Linked DNA regions of Mus musculus: regions 2 and 3 are each linked to region 1. Evidence: chromatin contacts called from public HiChIP or PLAC-seq and promoter capture Hi-C data. All regions are on one chromosome and are shown on one strand. The core of a region is the stretch at or near the end of the contact, and the rest is flanking DNA. Distances in the headings are between cores, read along the strand shown.

Region 1 (4,794 bases), core at 368-2,867:
CTTCTTTCAAGAACACAGGGGTCTTTCACTTGGCTTTGGGTTCCTCTTCTTCCCAAACTCTCTCTTCAAAGAGCTCTATGGGTAGGTTTACGCAGCTGTCAAGAATCATGGGAAAAGGAAGAAAACAGCCCAGAACCTTCCCTTCCAACATTGGCCTTGGAGCATCCAGGGATTGAGATCACCGGATGGGGATGGGAACCTCTCCTGGATACACAGGGAGCCTAGAGGGATTTCTTTGATGGGTGGAGGCAGGCCTAGGGGAGGAGAGTCACCCTTAAGCCACGAGGGCCTGGTCTGCCACTTGTGCAGCTGAGGCAGAAGAATAAATGTGCAACTGGAAATGCGTTCCTTCCTACAAGACACTTAGAAGTAGCTTTTGGAATTCCCTTGCTCTTTCTTCCCTCCCTCTAGGTCCTAGGCTTGCTTTACCTGCAATGGTCTTTTCATTTCTTGTCTACCCAGAAAACACATCCTTCAGGACTCAGCTTGAGTTACCTCGGGGCTTCTTTGGTGCCACGCCCACCCAGGCATAATTAAATGCATCCCTCCTGTGTTTTCAAGAGTAGGAAGCTTCAGCTACTTGCAGCACTTGCGGTTCTGCATATACTTAATAACTCATACATTCTTTTATCATGGCACCTCGGGATTGTTGGTAGGTGTTTGGACCTCTCATCTCGTGGCGGATACTCGGTGTAACCTTCCCGCTGGGACCCTCATTGCTTCTCTATGAAGCGTCTGCGTTTTACAGATGAGGACATACACGGGTGCTCAGATCCACTGCACTCTGGTTCTAAAGTCCACGCTGTTTCTCCTGTGAACTCTCGGAGGAAAGAAAGGAGATCTGGGTTCTACCCTCTCAGTGTCCCCAGATACTGAGAGGGTCCTGACAAGCGATCACCTAAATGCTGCACGAAATAAAAGAGCATTCCATAGCACTGATATGCAGAGGTTCGTTAAACCATTTCCCACGAGTTGCTTTATTCCCGGATATTCTCTCTTTCTTGGACTGGATTATTTCCTTTGGGTCAGTTCCTGGGAGTGGAACGTCTGGATCTGAGATGTGGCGCTTCCTCGATTCGCCACGTCATCTTCCGCCTTTGCAGAGCCCCGCCGAGCGAAGAGTGAAACGTTCCGGGCAGCCCTGAGAGCCTGGTTCTCACCTCGACCTTGACGCAGTTGTCCCGCAGGTGCCATTGTGCACCCAGGGCCCCCGCTGCATCCTGAGCCGCTGGGTTAGATCGCGACCGGGCCTGCGGGGTCCACTCCCCCACCCCATTCCACCACCCCCAGCTGCCTCGCTGGCAGCTGGATTCGGCCTGGGGGCGGGGACCAGACCTGGCATCTTCGCCAGGCGTCCGCAAAGCTCTGCTTCCTTATTTGGAGGGACGGGAAGTGGGGAGACAGAACGGAGGACAGGGCCTGGGAAGGAAAATACAGGGCAGAAGGAAGCGAAGAGATCACAGCATCTTAGGGGTGTGTACAGGTGTGTGTGTGTGTGTGTGTGTGTGTGTGTGTGTGTGTGTGTGTGTGTGTGAGTGTGTGTGTGTGAAGTCCCTTCTGCGCGCTCCTCCAGGACTGGAACGTGGCAGCTCTCCACCCTCCTGTAGTCATCCCTAAATCCTTAGCTCACCGCGGGGAGGGGCCCGGGCTGGAATCCCTCTAGCTGAGCAGGGCCGCTCCTGTGGCCAGATTGCGGTGATGGGGAGGCTCAAGGATACTGGCTCCACTTAACCTCCATGCCTGGACCTCCTCTAGCAGTCTGGTCTTTGTATTCCACTTTCAGCTTCTCTGGGGAGTTCCTCTCTGTTGTAAATTCCCAAAGGACAAATATACCCACAAAGGCAGGGGACATCTGTATAAACGACCAGCAAGATCCCCAGGGAAGCAAAGCTGACCAGTCTAAAAGGTGTTTAAACTAGCTGATAATTTTTAACGTACAATTAAGGGTGCCCAATTAAATTTGACTTTAAGATGGGCAATAAATTACGTTTTATCATAAATTTATTGTATGAAATATTTGATGAAAGAGTGTCTGAAATAATGCATGGCAGACAATAAAAATTATTCGTCGTTTAAAATACAAATCGAACCAGGCACTGGGCATTTTTATTTGCTAAATCTGTCAGTGCTAATTCCTTCGTTCCTTGCATTTAAACTCTTGGAATTTGGTATTCTTCCCTCTCCAGGTCTCCTCCCCTAACCAGCTTCCTTCCTTTTTGCTTTTTGGTGAAGACGTGGTTTCTCTGATACTGTCTTTTAATTTCCCTCCTTCTCTGGTTTTATTTACTTTAGCTAACTCACCCTGGGTCTCAATTTAAAAGTCTTTGATGCTACCGTTAGGGCTGGGGTTGAGGCAGCATAAGCTTTAGGGGGTGGGGGGGATTTCTTAAGGACACTGGAAGGAAATTAAACCTCCGAAAATATGCTTGATGCCTCTACGCACCGCCTCTCCTTTCTTTCTAAGGAAAATGTGGGTTGAGCTCAGTTTGTGTCACGGGAGCACAAACAGCTGAATTAAAGCCAAAAGAATTCATTCCTCAAGCCTCCACCAGCTGCAGCCCCGGCCGGCCGGCAGACAAATGTGTTTGTCTCTAGCTCCATGGGTGTTTTTCTCAGGGTTTCCATCCACAGCTGAACTTGTGCAGGGGGACCTTGAACCTGTAGGCTCAGAGGGACTTGAGGGATCTGAGAGATCAGGAAGAGCAGGGTTTCCCACACAGCGAGGCATGTGGCCGTCGTTTAGCAGTCCCCAGCACAGGTTGGCCCAGTCTCACAATGTAAGCTCACAGGAATTGTGACTAAAAACAAACAAAAAGCACCCCCCACACACACCCCCACAAAGCTTTCCCAAATGACTCTAGCCTGAGACCCTGGATACCAGATAGACCAGGGCTTCTGGCTTAGGGGTGGCAGCTGAGCATCCAACTCCCTTCTGGTTGCTAGGGGCAGCTCTAGTGTGCTACCCGTCTGTCTGTTTCTTCTTTGCAGCATCTTCTCTCCTCCACCCTACCCCAGCAGGACCAGCTCCATAAATCACTCTTCAATGGCCCCTCTCTCTCTCCTGTCTTCTTCTCTACTTCTTCTTGGGACACCTCCCTCATCACATACTGCCCTTGAGACCTGCTCCCTCAGCCTGTCGTGGAGACACCTTAGTGTGATGGGTCTGTTATTCTTACTCATAGGCTGCTGTCTGGTTTACCACATGAATTCTTGATGTAAAAGCTGCCAGGGACGGCAGAAGACCCCAGTGTTTGGATTTCTGAGGCTTGGACATTACAAGTGATTGTGGCACAGGGCCTTGTATTAGTGTTTCCAAGCCTAGCTTCTTCAGCTCTGCACTGGGGTTACCTGTCTCAAAAAAAAGAAAAAGAAAATGAAAGAAAGAAAGGAAGGAAGAAAGAAACAAAAAGGAAGAGATGATATTTAGATCCCCCCCCCGCCCCCCCGAGAGATTTGGCCCAACTCAGCTGACTTAGGCCATGGCTTTCCATCTCCCTATGCAGCCCACAGCTTGGCCCCTCTAATCAGTTGGAAGGAAGGCTCTTGAGGGAGATGAAACTGCATGGTGGGTATATTATGTCATGACATTGGTGACCAATAGTCTGGGGAAGCAGCAAGGGACATTCATGCTGATGACAAGACATTTTCCAGGAGAAGCGTTTGACTCCAGGGACACACCGTACTGTATGGTGCAGATCTGAGTCCAGGCTGGGGTGTAAAACTACTGAGATTTCCAGGGTCTTGTGACCCAGGACAACGCAAAACCAAAACAAAAGCAACAACAAGAACCAAACCAGAACACGGAGGTAATAAAAATAGACACCATTTATTAAGAAAGAGAAAAGGACTCCCAAGAATGAGCTACCAACTGGCATACACTCCAGAACACCAGGCCAGGATCTCAGGTCCCTTTACAAGTCATTTGCATAGCACCTGCTTCCGCCATGTTTGTCTGTTTTGGAGCTTCTGCTGTTGTGGTTGTTGCATGTAGCCCAGGTGGGGAAGAGTTTCTAGTTCTTTCTGGCAACAGGCTTCCTTGCTTATATTAGTCATCCCCTGCCCTCTCCACTTGCTCTCCTGCTCTCAGCTCTCACCAGCCACCGAGAACCAGCCCCTGTCCCCACTGCACTCCCCTCGGACTTCCAAAGGCCACAGTTACAGTTTGAGAATCTTGGCAAATGTCAGGATGCTTTTGGAAACAAGCATCAGAAGCCTGACTCGGACCGTGGTACCCATTTCCTTCAGATCTCTTGTCTGTCCATCTCTGTAGATCCAGTTTATTTTCATCTGGGTCCCCTTGGGGTTTCAAGCCTTGTACCCACCAGCCTGCATCTGTGTTCCTAGTACCAGGATAACGGATCCTTTCTGGATCCAAACTTCCCTTATGAAACGACTTCAGTTTAGCTGTGTCAGCCATCGGGACAAGTTGTCTAGAATTTACTGAGTCTGGGATGGGTCAGGGCCAGACACACAGTGGCTGCCAAATAGTTGAGGAAGAGTGAGAAGATATTTGTGAACAGTTCCAATTCTATGGAGGGTTGCCATGCAGAGATAGGGGTCAGGTAGGAGAGCAGAGAGCCCAAAGGAAGGAGCCAGGCATCCTAAGTTGATTCTCAGACAATACCCTCTAACAGATGAGATCTTTTACAGCCCATGTCCTCTGAGGTATATAATTGTGTCTTTTTTTTTTTTTTCCTTCTTCTTCTTCTTCTTTTTCTGCTGTAGTAGGAGTTGACCCCATCCTTGGCTGGGTTTCGGAATGGATCCTGGAATGAGGCCTTGTGTGCCTGTGAT
Region 2 (4,794 bases), core at 629-3,128, 210 kb after region 1:
CCCTGCAGATGCCCCTTTGGATTGATAGCCCTGGGCACTTGGGGCAGATTTCAGAAAGGGAGCCCCAAGGCAGGGCAGGGGCAAAGCCTTCTTTGTGAGAGTGGTCCCTCATGCTCTGGCTGGCCCATCAGCGTGTGGCTCTCTACCTGACTTGCTGTGGTCATTTTTAGCTGACACTGGATTTTAATCAGTCTCTGTCTTCTGATTTCAGAAGTAGAACTCCCAAGCCTGGTACCTTTAGTCTAGTTTTGATTGCAAACTTTTGCTCTTTAACATGAGACAATGGGCAGGTGTCTTAGGGTTTCTGTTGCTGTGAAGAGACATAACCATGGCAACTTTTATAAAGGGAAACATTTAATTGGGGCTGGCTTTCAGTTCAAGGTTTAGTCTAATTATTGTCATGGTGGGAAGCATGATGGTATGCAGGCGGACACAGTGCTGGAGACGTAGCTGAGAGTTCTGTATCCTGATCAGCAGGCAGCAAGAAGTGAACTATGAGCTAGTAGGCCTGGTGTGAACTTCTGAGACATCAAACCCCACCTGCTAGTGACACACTTCCTTTAGCAAAGCCACACCTACTCCCACAAGACCATGCCCCCTAATAATGCCTACTCCCTATAGGCCTATTGGGACCATTTTCATTAAAACCACCAAAGCAGGTGTTTGTGAAAAGCCTGGGTGTAGGACATTGTTCCTGTAGGACATCTGTCCCTGTGCTGTGTACATCTCCAGGGCTTGGATTCTGGCTCAAGTTTAGGTGTGGACTCATTGTAACTTTTCCCCCCTCCTTTACCCTCATCTGGTTGTTTCCCCTCAAGTTAAGGCAGCTTCTGCTAGAATCGCAGTCTCAGCTGGATGAAGCCAAGAGTGAAGCCCAGAAACAAAGCGATGAGCTTGCCCTGGTAGGTTGACTTAGGTCCTGGGCAGGGGTGTATGATACGGGGTATGCATGTGATGTAACTTGATATCCATGTGGAGTGTCTGCAGCTTAGCAGGGTATGTCATACATTAGTCATGTAGGGCAAGCTTAGGGGGACTACAGCAGTTTGCATAAAACTTAGTTGGGCTTGTAGCTGCCAGGGACCAGAATGTTCACATTCTGTTTCCTGTCTTTGGGCAGATCTGGCATCTGCTCAAGACCATGGGCTGTGGGACATGTAGGCCTTAGTAGCCTGTTTGGTCAGCTGAGCAGCCCAGGATACAGGACTCCTGATACCACAGGAGAGTCCTTTAAAGCCTTTAGGCATGTCTGTGCTTTCTGCATGCTTTCCTGCTTCAATGATGGAACTGGCCTTGCCAGTCTTACAGTTATACGGGATGACCTGCTCCTTCTGGCCCTCTGCCAGGCACTGAGAGCAGATAAACCTGTACAGAGATGTGAGGAGTGGCCCTGTGCACATTGCCTCTTGTAGTCCAGTAGTTTTCCCAGTTTGCCGCTGCTGTGTCTGGAACCATGTCCCAGCTGCTTGGTCTCCCTCCTGGTCCCCAGCCCTGGCCCTAGGCAGCAGCCTGTGCAGCTGCAGCTATCTTCCCTTTATCTTCATTGCCATTTTGAAAACCTTGAAGTAGATGTCAACATTTGAAATTTGGAGATTGAACATGTGCTGTCCAGGAGAGCAGCTCTGGTGTGTTGACTCCACACTTTCTCCTAAGCCCAGCTCCCTGCATCCAGGTTTTAGGCCTTGTCCAGACTACCACACTACAAGTAGATGCTGTCTGGGCCAAGCCTCCCAAATTTAAGGCTGCCATTCTCAGCCATTTGCTAGGTTGGGTCTGGGTAAGAGCCCCCCACTACACCCCCCCCCCCCATGGGACACAGCCCAGCCAAGGCATGTACACAGACCGTGCCTGCCAAGGGTTCTTGTCACCTTTGAACTGTGCTCTTTGCTTTCTGCACTCTGGGGCATTTGAGAAGGCTAAGTGGAGACTGAGGCCACCCAGGTCTCCTAAAGAGCTTATGAGTTCTGTCCCCAGGCCTTCTGACTGGGACCTTTCCCAAGCAACCTGTGTGACTTTGCTGGTCTTCAGATGGAAGGCCCAGTGGTCTGGTGGACCCAGAGAATTACAAGGCAATAATATGGTCTTACTATTTTGTCCAAGCCCCCAAAAGGCTGTGAACAGGACACTACATCCTTGAATAATTGGAATGGGACATGTTGTCAGTTACCTCTGTTCCATGTGGACTCCCTGGTTTTGTGTGGTTGCTCCTGGGGGAGAGGGGTGTTGCCTCACAGGTTCACTTCAAAAAATACACATGGCTCTCATTAGTCAAGGGGCTTGTTGGCCTCAAGGCTTTTGAGATGCTGAGTGGAGTATCCCTCCTGCACTAGGGAACATAAATATTGATCACAGATGGCAGACCTTTACTCTTCCTATGTCTCTGAGGAGTCTCTCTCTCCCCCTCCTGGTCCCCCTCCCCTTCCCTCTCCCCCCTCCCCTCCCCTCTCCCCACTCCCTTTCTCTCCCTCTCCCCCCTCCCATCTCTCTGGCGAGTGCATGGGTGCTTGTGTGTGTGCATGGGTGCATTCCACTGGTGTGTATTTGCACAAACCCACCCCTCCCTGTTTCAGGTCAGGCAGCAGTTGAGTGACATGAGGAGCCACGTAGAGGATGGTGACGTGGCTGGGTCTCCAGCTGTCCCTCCAGCCGAGCAGGACCCTATGAAGGTTAGGGTGATAAGCTGGTCCTCACCCCTAACATCACATGGTGCTCAGGGGTGGGCAGCCTATGTGCTGATTAAACTGAGTGCAGGTACTTCAGTCCCCACTGCTAGCCACCTCCTCATCCCGTGTGATCTGGGTGAGAGGACCCAGAATGGAAGGGTGTAGAGCTAAGGGCGGGTGGCTAGGGCCCTTGGCCCTTACTACACAAGGAAGGGACTTTTGGACCTGTGTGTAGCTTGGGTTTGGGTAGCCACAGAGGAGATTTGTCTTTAGCTGTGGCCCTTTACTGGGGCATTGCTAGCCGGACATCTGTCTTCCAGAGTTTTGACCAAAAGATCAGTTACCAAGAGCAATTGGCAAGAGGCAGGGACCTATCATTGGGCTCCCATTGTAGACCATGTCCTGCCCCATGGCTTTGGGGTCTTTCCTGCCCTGTGAGTCCTGTGAAAGGCTTAGAGTCTAGTGTTTTCCCCAGCACCTTTTTGCGACTTCTCTGGTTCTCTCCTGAGTCTTGAGGCACTCTCTCCCCAGAAATGAGAGTGCTGAGAGTGACTTAGGGTGGGGAAAGGCCCAGGGAATCCTAGAAATAGCTTGAAGGGGGAGCCTGCAGTTACAGTCTGCCCCAGAGGGGCCTCTGCGAGCCTCTCCAGTCCAACTTGTGTTATCTCCATACAGTTGAAAACACAGCTGGAGCGGACAGAAGCCACCCTGGAGGCTGAGCAGACACGGCGGCAGAAGCTCACAGCTGAGTTTGAGGAGGTTAGGTTCTGCCTAGTGGCCCCAGCTCCTACAAGCGTCTTGAGAGCTTGGGCATCATCTCTGTCCTTCCCAACTTTCCCACCAGGCACCTGACTCTGCCCCAGGAGCCTTGTAGGTTTCTGCATCTTTGGGAGGTCCTGAAGGCCTGGGTGCGAGTGGGTTATCTCCAAGCTTCTTGCCCATGTGAATCAATATGAGCTTTTGTCTTAGGCTGGGGATGGCCCTCCCCCTCCCCCAACCCAGTGAATTTAGTCAGGTTTGACTGCTAGGCAACTCACCCAGATGTGTCCCCTCTCTGACAAGGCTCAACGCACAGCGTGTCGGATACAAGAAGAGCTGGAGAAACTCCGTGCTGCTGGCCCCCTGGAGTCGTCAGGAAAAGAAGAGATTACACAGCTGAAGGTAGAGGATGGAGTTGGGGTACAGTTTGGACTTGAAGGTCTTCTAGACTTTGGTCACTGTCTTAGTCACTAGTCTATTACTGTGAAGAGACACCATGACCAAGACAACTCTGATAAAGGAAAGCATTTAATTGAGGGCCTGCTTACAGGTCCAGAAGTCCATTCCTCATTATAGCAATATCCATGGTACTAGAGCAGGAGCTGAGAGCTACATCCTGATCCATGGGTCAAAAAAGTAGACTTTGCATGGGGTTTGAAAGCTCATATCCTACTCCCAGAGATACACCTATTCCAATAAACCACACCTCCTAATTCTTCTCAAATAGTGCTACTCTCTGATGATTAAGTATTCAAATATATGAGCCTGTAGAGGCCATTCTTATTCAAACCACCAGTCAGTCATTCTTGTTCTGGGAGAGGGGCTGATCCTGAGGGAACAGCTCAGGTATTGGCTTCCCTTGCCACACCTAGTGGAAGGCCCTTGGCCAGAAAGAACTAAGTCATATCTCAGTTACAAGTTAGTGTCATTTAAATGTAAGCCTGAAGTCCTGGTTCAGCTACACATGTAGTGGCCTTCACACTAGGCAGTGCACGGTGGACAGTAAGGCCGGGAAGCTGTCCAAGCGTAGCAGAAGCTGACAGAACACAGGCAGAACTGTCAACAACAAAGGCTTTCTCCCAGACAGCACTAAGTAACCAGATAGCTCTCTGTATTCATGAAGTCATTAGAGCTAGCTCTTCCTCCTGTTATATCATCTGAGAGCTGACTGCTTGAACCTTCTGGCCCACAGGAGAGACTAGAAAAAGAGAAGAGGTTAACAAGTGACCTGGGCCGTGCTGCCATCAAACTTCAGGAGCTGTTGAAGACAACCCAGGAGCAGCTGACGAAAGAGAAGGACACAGTGAAGAAGTTACAAGAACAACTGGGAAAAGCAGTGAGTGCTCAGTGCAGGCTGGGCTGCAGGGCGAGC
Region 3 (4,794 bases), core at 1,453-3,952, 190 kb after region 1:
TCTACTTACAGAGCGGGCAGATGTGTAGTAGGAAATGCAGTGTAAAAAGAGCTGTAACTTGACAGGGGCATGAGACAGAAGAGATAAAGAAGGGTTATCAGAGCTTCCAGGAAAACCTATTCAGGGTGTACAGAGCAGATCAGAGCTCTTTCTTTAAAACCATTGGCTGGGCTGCAGTTGCTCCCTTCCTCTTTCACCTTTCGCCTGTTCACCCGTCCTGGCAGCCATGCTGTGTAGCCAGGCTCTCTGTCCAGGTGCTTGGTGTTGCATTTCTTGCATTTATGCTGCTCACAGCCCAGTTCTACCTGCTTTACACAGCCAGAGCTTAGACTTGGCAGAAGTCATGTGGCCAGCAGATGGCAGTACAGGGCCGCCACGGCAGTCCTCCTCAGACCCCTTCCCATCCTCCAGACAGTTAACTCTTCACCCTTTTTTTCAGGCTGAAGCCACCAGGTGTGTACTCAAAACAAGCCTTGGTAACCTTTGTTCTTTGACGCTAACTGTGTGTCAGGGTTTGAATCTCTGAACAAAACCCTAGGTGCTTTGAGCACCTTTGTGTAAGAGTTCTTCAAAACCCAAGCCCCCATTTTCTTGCCCTCTTCCCACTTCTTCTCTGTCCCTCTGTCCCTTTCTACCTCCAAACAGAATGTAAATAGATCCCCCAGGGAAGCAAGTTCACTGTGAGCTGCTAGCTGGCATTCTTCTGGAAATCTCCATTTAGTGACTGCTGGCTGTGGCAGTGCTGGGTCTTCAGTTACTGTCCAGGCTTCTGTGGTCAAGCCCATGATAAAGCCATGGTCTTTCTCTGTGGGCTCTAACGAAAATCTTGACTGCTGCTGAAACTGTCTCGTTGGTCTTCAGCCCCTCTGCCTGAAAGCCCAAGCAGGGAGCTTGCTTTCCATAGTTGTCTTAATAACTGTTGTGATGTGTGCATTTTTTTCAGGTATAAAATTGTTTCTGTTGAAGTTTGGAGAAAAGAAAAATAAGTATAAAGAGGAAAATAGTCATTTAGTCTGTAGGGTACCATTTAATACACATATATTCCCAGTTTGGTTATAGAGTATTCTTTCCTCCATCCAAGGGGAAAGCCGTAATAAACTCTCCACAGCTTCTGTGCTTGCTGCCAGGGCACTGGAAACCCCACATGTGTCTGTGACCATTTAGGGCTCAGATGTAGCTGTTCGTCATTGGCTTGCATGCTCTGGGAAGGGCCACCTGATCTGGGAGTGAAGGCTCTACTTACCATGCTGCCCAGAGCCTGTCTTGGCTGTGGATGGAAGAGGGCAGGGTGTGTTCTAGTTCCTTTGAGAGCCTTGTACTTTCCTATAGATTTCTTGGTCACAGTTTATAAATGTCTGGTTGGGGAGAGGCTGTGGTGATGTTAGACAGTCCTTACCTTTGTTATTCCCAGGATCTTTGGTTGTAAATGTAGATGATCACATGGAACTGGGCTCCCAAGAGGCTTAGAGGCCTGGGTCCTGACTGTTCTAGAGCACAGCTCAGTTTGGCTGAGGTGGTTAAGGACAGGTCATGGAATCTGCTTAAGGTTGGGCTATGACTTCTTTCCTGTGGAGATGCTGTGCTTGGAACTCAGCACTGTCCCTGTCATTCGCTGTGAAGGTCCAGAGGAATGGTATTTGCGTTTGAGGGAAAGACCTTCAGAATGGGTTTTGGACAGTCCCTAAGACCATGAATGTCCTTGCCGTGAGTCCTCGTCAGTCCCCACCTGTGCTTCTGTCAGGACCCACTGTGAGGTGTCTTTGGTTATCATCTGGGATTCTCACACTTAGTCGCCTGGAGACTCGTAGGGTGGAGCACTGGCTCAGGCCCTTTCCTGAACTGTCTTCTTCAAGCCTTGTCCCTCCTGGCATCCCAAGCAAGATTCCCTTTAGTCACTGCACACTGTGGGGTAAAGCTGGCTCTCTGGGGCCTGTGAAATCTTGTACCTATTCCATTCTTACCTCCCTCTGCTCCTCTGGGAATCCAAAGTTCTGGATCCTGCAGACATTAGTGCCTTTCTAGGCTGCTCTCCTTCCTTCAGACCTCTTGCTGCCTCTTTACCCAGTACTGCCTGGTGAAGCACCTGTGCATCAGCCTCTGCTTCCATTGTATCTGCATTCTCTAGGCCCCAGCATGCTGCTTTGTTGCTTGACCGCTCTGTGCCTGCTGTGTTGCATATGTGGTCCTCTTTTCTACTTACCTCTCCAAGCCTAGCATTCTGCAGACTTCTCAGTGCATACACTGTTTAGAAGCAAGAAAATAAGCTGGGTCTGTCCTAGGCAGAGCTGTTTGGGAATCTATAGTAATACTCTCACCTCCATTTAGCCTCTAGCTGTCTGTAGGTACTCACAGGGCAAGTCCTGGAGTGAGCTGATGCGCTCCCTGCTGGTGGAGAAAGTAGGGCCTGGGCCTGGCAGGCATGTTCTGTAGCTGGACAGTGGAGGGGTAGCTGCTGCTGGAGCAGCGAGGTGCCAAGTCTCAGGTGCCCTTACGTTAACATCTTCTTATTGCTGCTGAGGCTGTTCATTGGGGAGTTGTTGGTTATGCAGCCAAAGAGCAATTTTCCTAAAGGAGCCCACAGTTGACAGAGAAGAGAGTTCTAAGTGCCTCTTTACAAGTTTCATTTCCTAGGTGGTACGGCATTTCTGTAGCAGACTGGTTGCATCATAGTTTTGAAGTCTGGACACTAAGCACACTACATTCACGCTTCTTGTTGGTGGAGGCACATCCTCTTCCTCAAGCTCTTGTGCCCCATGAGTAAGGACAGTCTGCCCTCTGAGCCCCTAAGTCAGCCTTGGCCTCAGAGAGGCCATTCTTAGATCCTCACCCTTGCCCTCCACTGTTGAGCTGGGACGGGTCGGGTTTGACTGTCCAACGAGTGGGTGTTAATGCTTGGGCCTCCAAAGTTGGCCCTGGAGAGTTAGTTTACAGTGCTTTCCCCTGTGTCTCATTCCAAGCACAAATTAAGTTAATCTTTGCAGCCAGACCGTGAGGGAGGAACCGTTGTTACTGACTTTACAGACAAGGAAACTGTGTCAGGTGGTGGTAAAGCCAGTTGTCCAAGGACATAGTCGAAAGGAGGGGCTAAGTTGGAAATTGGCGGTTTTTAGCTTAGGCTATTTGATAGTGTAGATGCTGTACTGAAAACCAAGGCCAGAGGTGACCCATAGACTGGCCTTGGCCAAGAGATATATTTGTTTAGCCTCTGTCTGCCTGTCTGTCTCTACCTACCAACCTACCTACCTACCTACTATGGAGTTAGCTGCTAGCACTATGGGTCCAGTCTCTTAGATAGTCTGCAGCTGTAAAGTTTCTGGACTGATTTCACTTGTTAGCTGTTACCTGGAAGTGGTGTACTGTGTCTCAGGTCCCTCAGGCCCCCAGAGGCCTATCCTGAGTCTTTATAGTGTGCCATATTCCTGAATGGCCTAGTCCAAGGGGGAGTATGTGGTTGTGTCCCCCACATCTGATTGGTGCCATCTTGTAGCTGTTCTTTGCTGTCCATCTGCCTCATTCTTCTCTAGACCAGACCTGTCAACCAGTGTGAGCCAGACCCAGGCTGCTAGGTCAGCCATGCAGGGAGCTAACCACTTCTAGAATTCCCCTTGCTCTTTTTAAAGCCCATGGTTAATGGATTAAATATGGAATATTTGGTAGGTTTGTTTTAATACCTTAAGATTTTACAATACCAAGAATTACTAGAATCTTGAGGCATTTGCTAGAGATGTGAGTGGGGTGTAGGGCAAGCTGTTTGGATAGGACTCAGCCAGGGGCTCAGTTTTCCTTCTGTCAGCTTTACTGCCTCTGATCCAGAGACAATACTCTATTTATTTATTTATTTATTTATTTATTTACCTACCTACCTACCTATCTACCTACCTACCTACCCAAGAGAGTCAATAAAAAATGTTTTGTGACATTCTAGGAGAGTATCTGGAGAAGGTAATAGAAGTTCTGTGGGTGGGAAAGCAGGATAGACAGAGAAGGCTCGATTTTACATTGCTTTGGATTGTTTCATTTGTCTGCTTGTTTATTTATTTACTTATTTTAAGATTTATTTATTTATTTATGCTGTTTAGCCTCTGAACATAGTCGAGAGCTTCTAGACAGTGCTGGAAGCATCTTGAAGCATCCCATAGCTAGTGTTAGTACTCGAGATGATATTCGGTAGCAAGGCTTCCTTCAGCAGTGGTAGCCAGATGGTTTTTTTTTCCCCATGGGAGGAGTTGGGCCTTAAGGGATAGGGCCAAAAGGGAAGTGTCTTTATTTTGGCTCCCCACTCCCATTCTTCTTTGAGACAGGATCTCATGTACCCCAGGCAGGCCTTAACTCATTCTCTACCTCCCAAGTGCTGGAAATACAGGCACACACCAACATACCTTACTAGAAAAGTGCTCTCTGGTGGAGAATTCAAGAGAGGTTAGAGTTTTCAATCACTTGGGGAATTCTTGAGGATAAGAACTTCTAAGATTTTTGGCAAGGAGCATTTTAGGAGTCTATGGGGGTGGAACGGCACAGAACAGCCAGTCTGAGGAATATAGTATGCACCACATCTGTAACTTAGTAGTCCCATTCGCCACATTAGAATAGGCCACGAAGAAATAGTTGGGATGAATTTTAACAGCGTACTTTACCCAGTTTATCCAAATTGTGTGTTCTTGATGCTCAACCAGTATATCAGATTGCTATTTTATGTTCTTGTCTACACTGAGGTTTTGAAACTCCATGTAAACTTTTTGCTTAAAGCACATCACAAGTTGCAGGAGTCTCAGGGGTTGTAATCACAAGTTCTCA

Evidence for each region. HiChIP or PLAC-seq counts read pairs in DNA pulled down with a chosen protein or histone mark. Capture Hi-C pulls out chosen DNA fragments and counts their contacts.
Region 2: a contact with region 1 is called in a promoter capture Hi-C map of liver. The contact joins two enhancer-like sites. A contact is called at or near these places in 1 of 484 Hi-C or Micro-C datasets (bone marrow-derived macrophages), 5 of 115 datasets of contacts at active chromatin or transcription factors (bone marrow-derived macrophages, embryonic stem cells, neural tube and 2 more) and 2 of 9 other capture datasets (adipose tissue and liver).
Region 3: an H3K4me3 HiChIP or PLAC-seq map of bone marrow-derived macrophages shows a contact between it and region 1, with 2.2 times the contacts expected there. The contact joins two enhancer-like sites. A contact is called at or near these places in 1 of 15 datasets of contacts at CTCF or cohesin (large pre-B cells), 3 of 484 Hi-C or Micro-C datasets (cerebral cortex, embryonic stem cells and uterus), 15 of 115 datasets of contacts at active chromatin or transcription factors (CD8 T cells, bone marrow-derived macrophages, differentiating embryonic stem cells and 7 more) and 3 of 9 other capture datasets (adipose tissue, liver and pancreatic islet).

Annotation. Positions count from the first base shown.
Region 1 is chr2:144,162,029-144,166,822 of GRCm38.p6, reverse strand. The region is part of intron 2 of Banf2os (a long non-coding RNA gene); the gene reads left to right. Among named protein-coding and RNA genes, the nearest start is that of Gm5535, 25 kb to the left of the region's middle. Within about 2 kb of position 1,617, at least 378 of the 459 cell types and tissues checked have an H3K27ac peak or open chromatin away from gene starts, as enhancers often do. A contact at or near this core is called in adipose tissue, bone marrow-derived macrophages and liver, where this site is marked.
Region 2 is chr2:143,948,300-143,953,093 of GRCm38.p6, reverse strand. Rrbp1 (ribosome binding protein 1) reads left to right here. Exons shown (of 24, transcript NM_024281.2): 19 at 819-902; 20 at 2,571-2,666; 21 at 3,339-3,422; 22 at 3,726-3,824; 23 at 4,615-4,758. Among named protein-coding and RNA genes, the nearest start is that of Gm33804, 11 kb to the right of the region's middle. Within about 2 kb of position 1,878, at least 37 of the 459 cell types and tissues checked have an H3K27ac peak or open chromatin away from gene starts, as enhancers often do. A contact at or near this core is called in adipose tissue and liver, where this site is marked.
Region 3 is chr2:143,976,544-143,981,337 of GRCm38.p6, reverse strand. All of the region lies in intron 2 of Rrbp1 (ribosome binding protein 1), which reads left to right. Among named protein-coding and RNA genes, the nearest start is that of Rrbp1, 32 kb to the left of the region's middle. Within about 2 kb of position 2,702, at least 20 of the 459 cell types and tissues checked have an H3K27ac peak or open chromatin away from gene starts, as enhancers often do. A contact at or near this core is called in adipose tissue and bone marrow-derived macrophages, where this site is marked.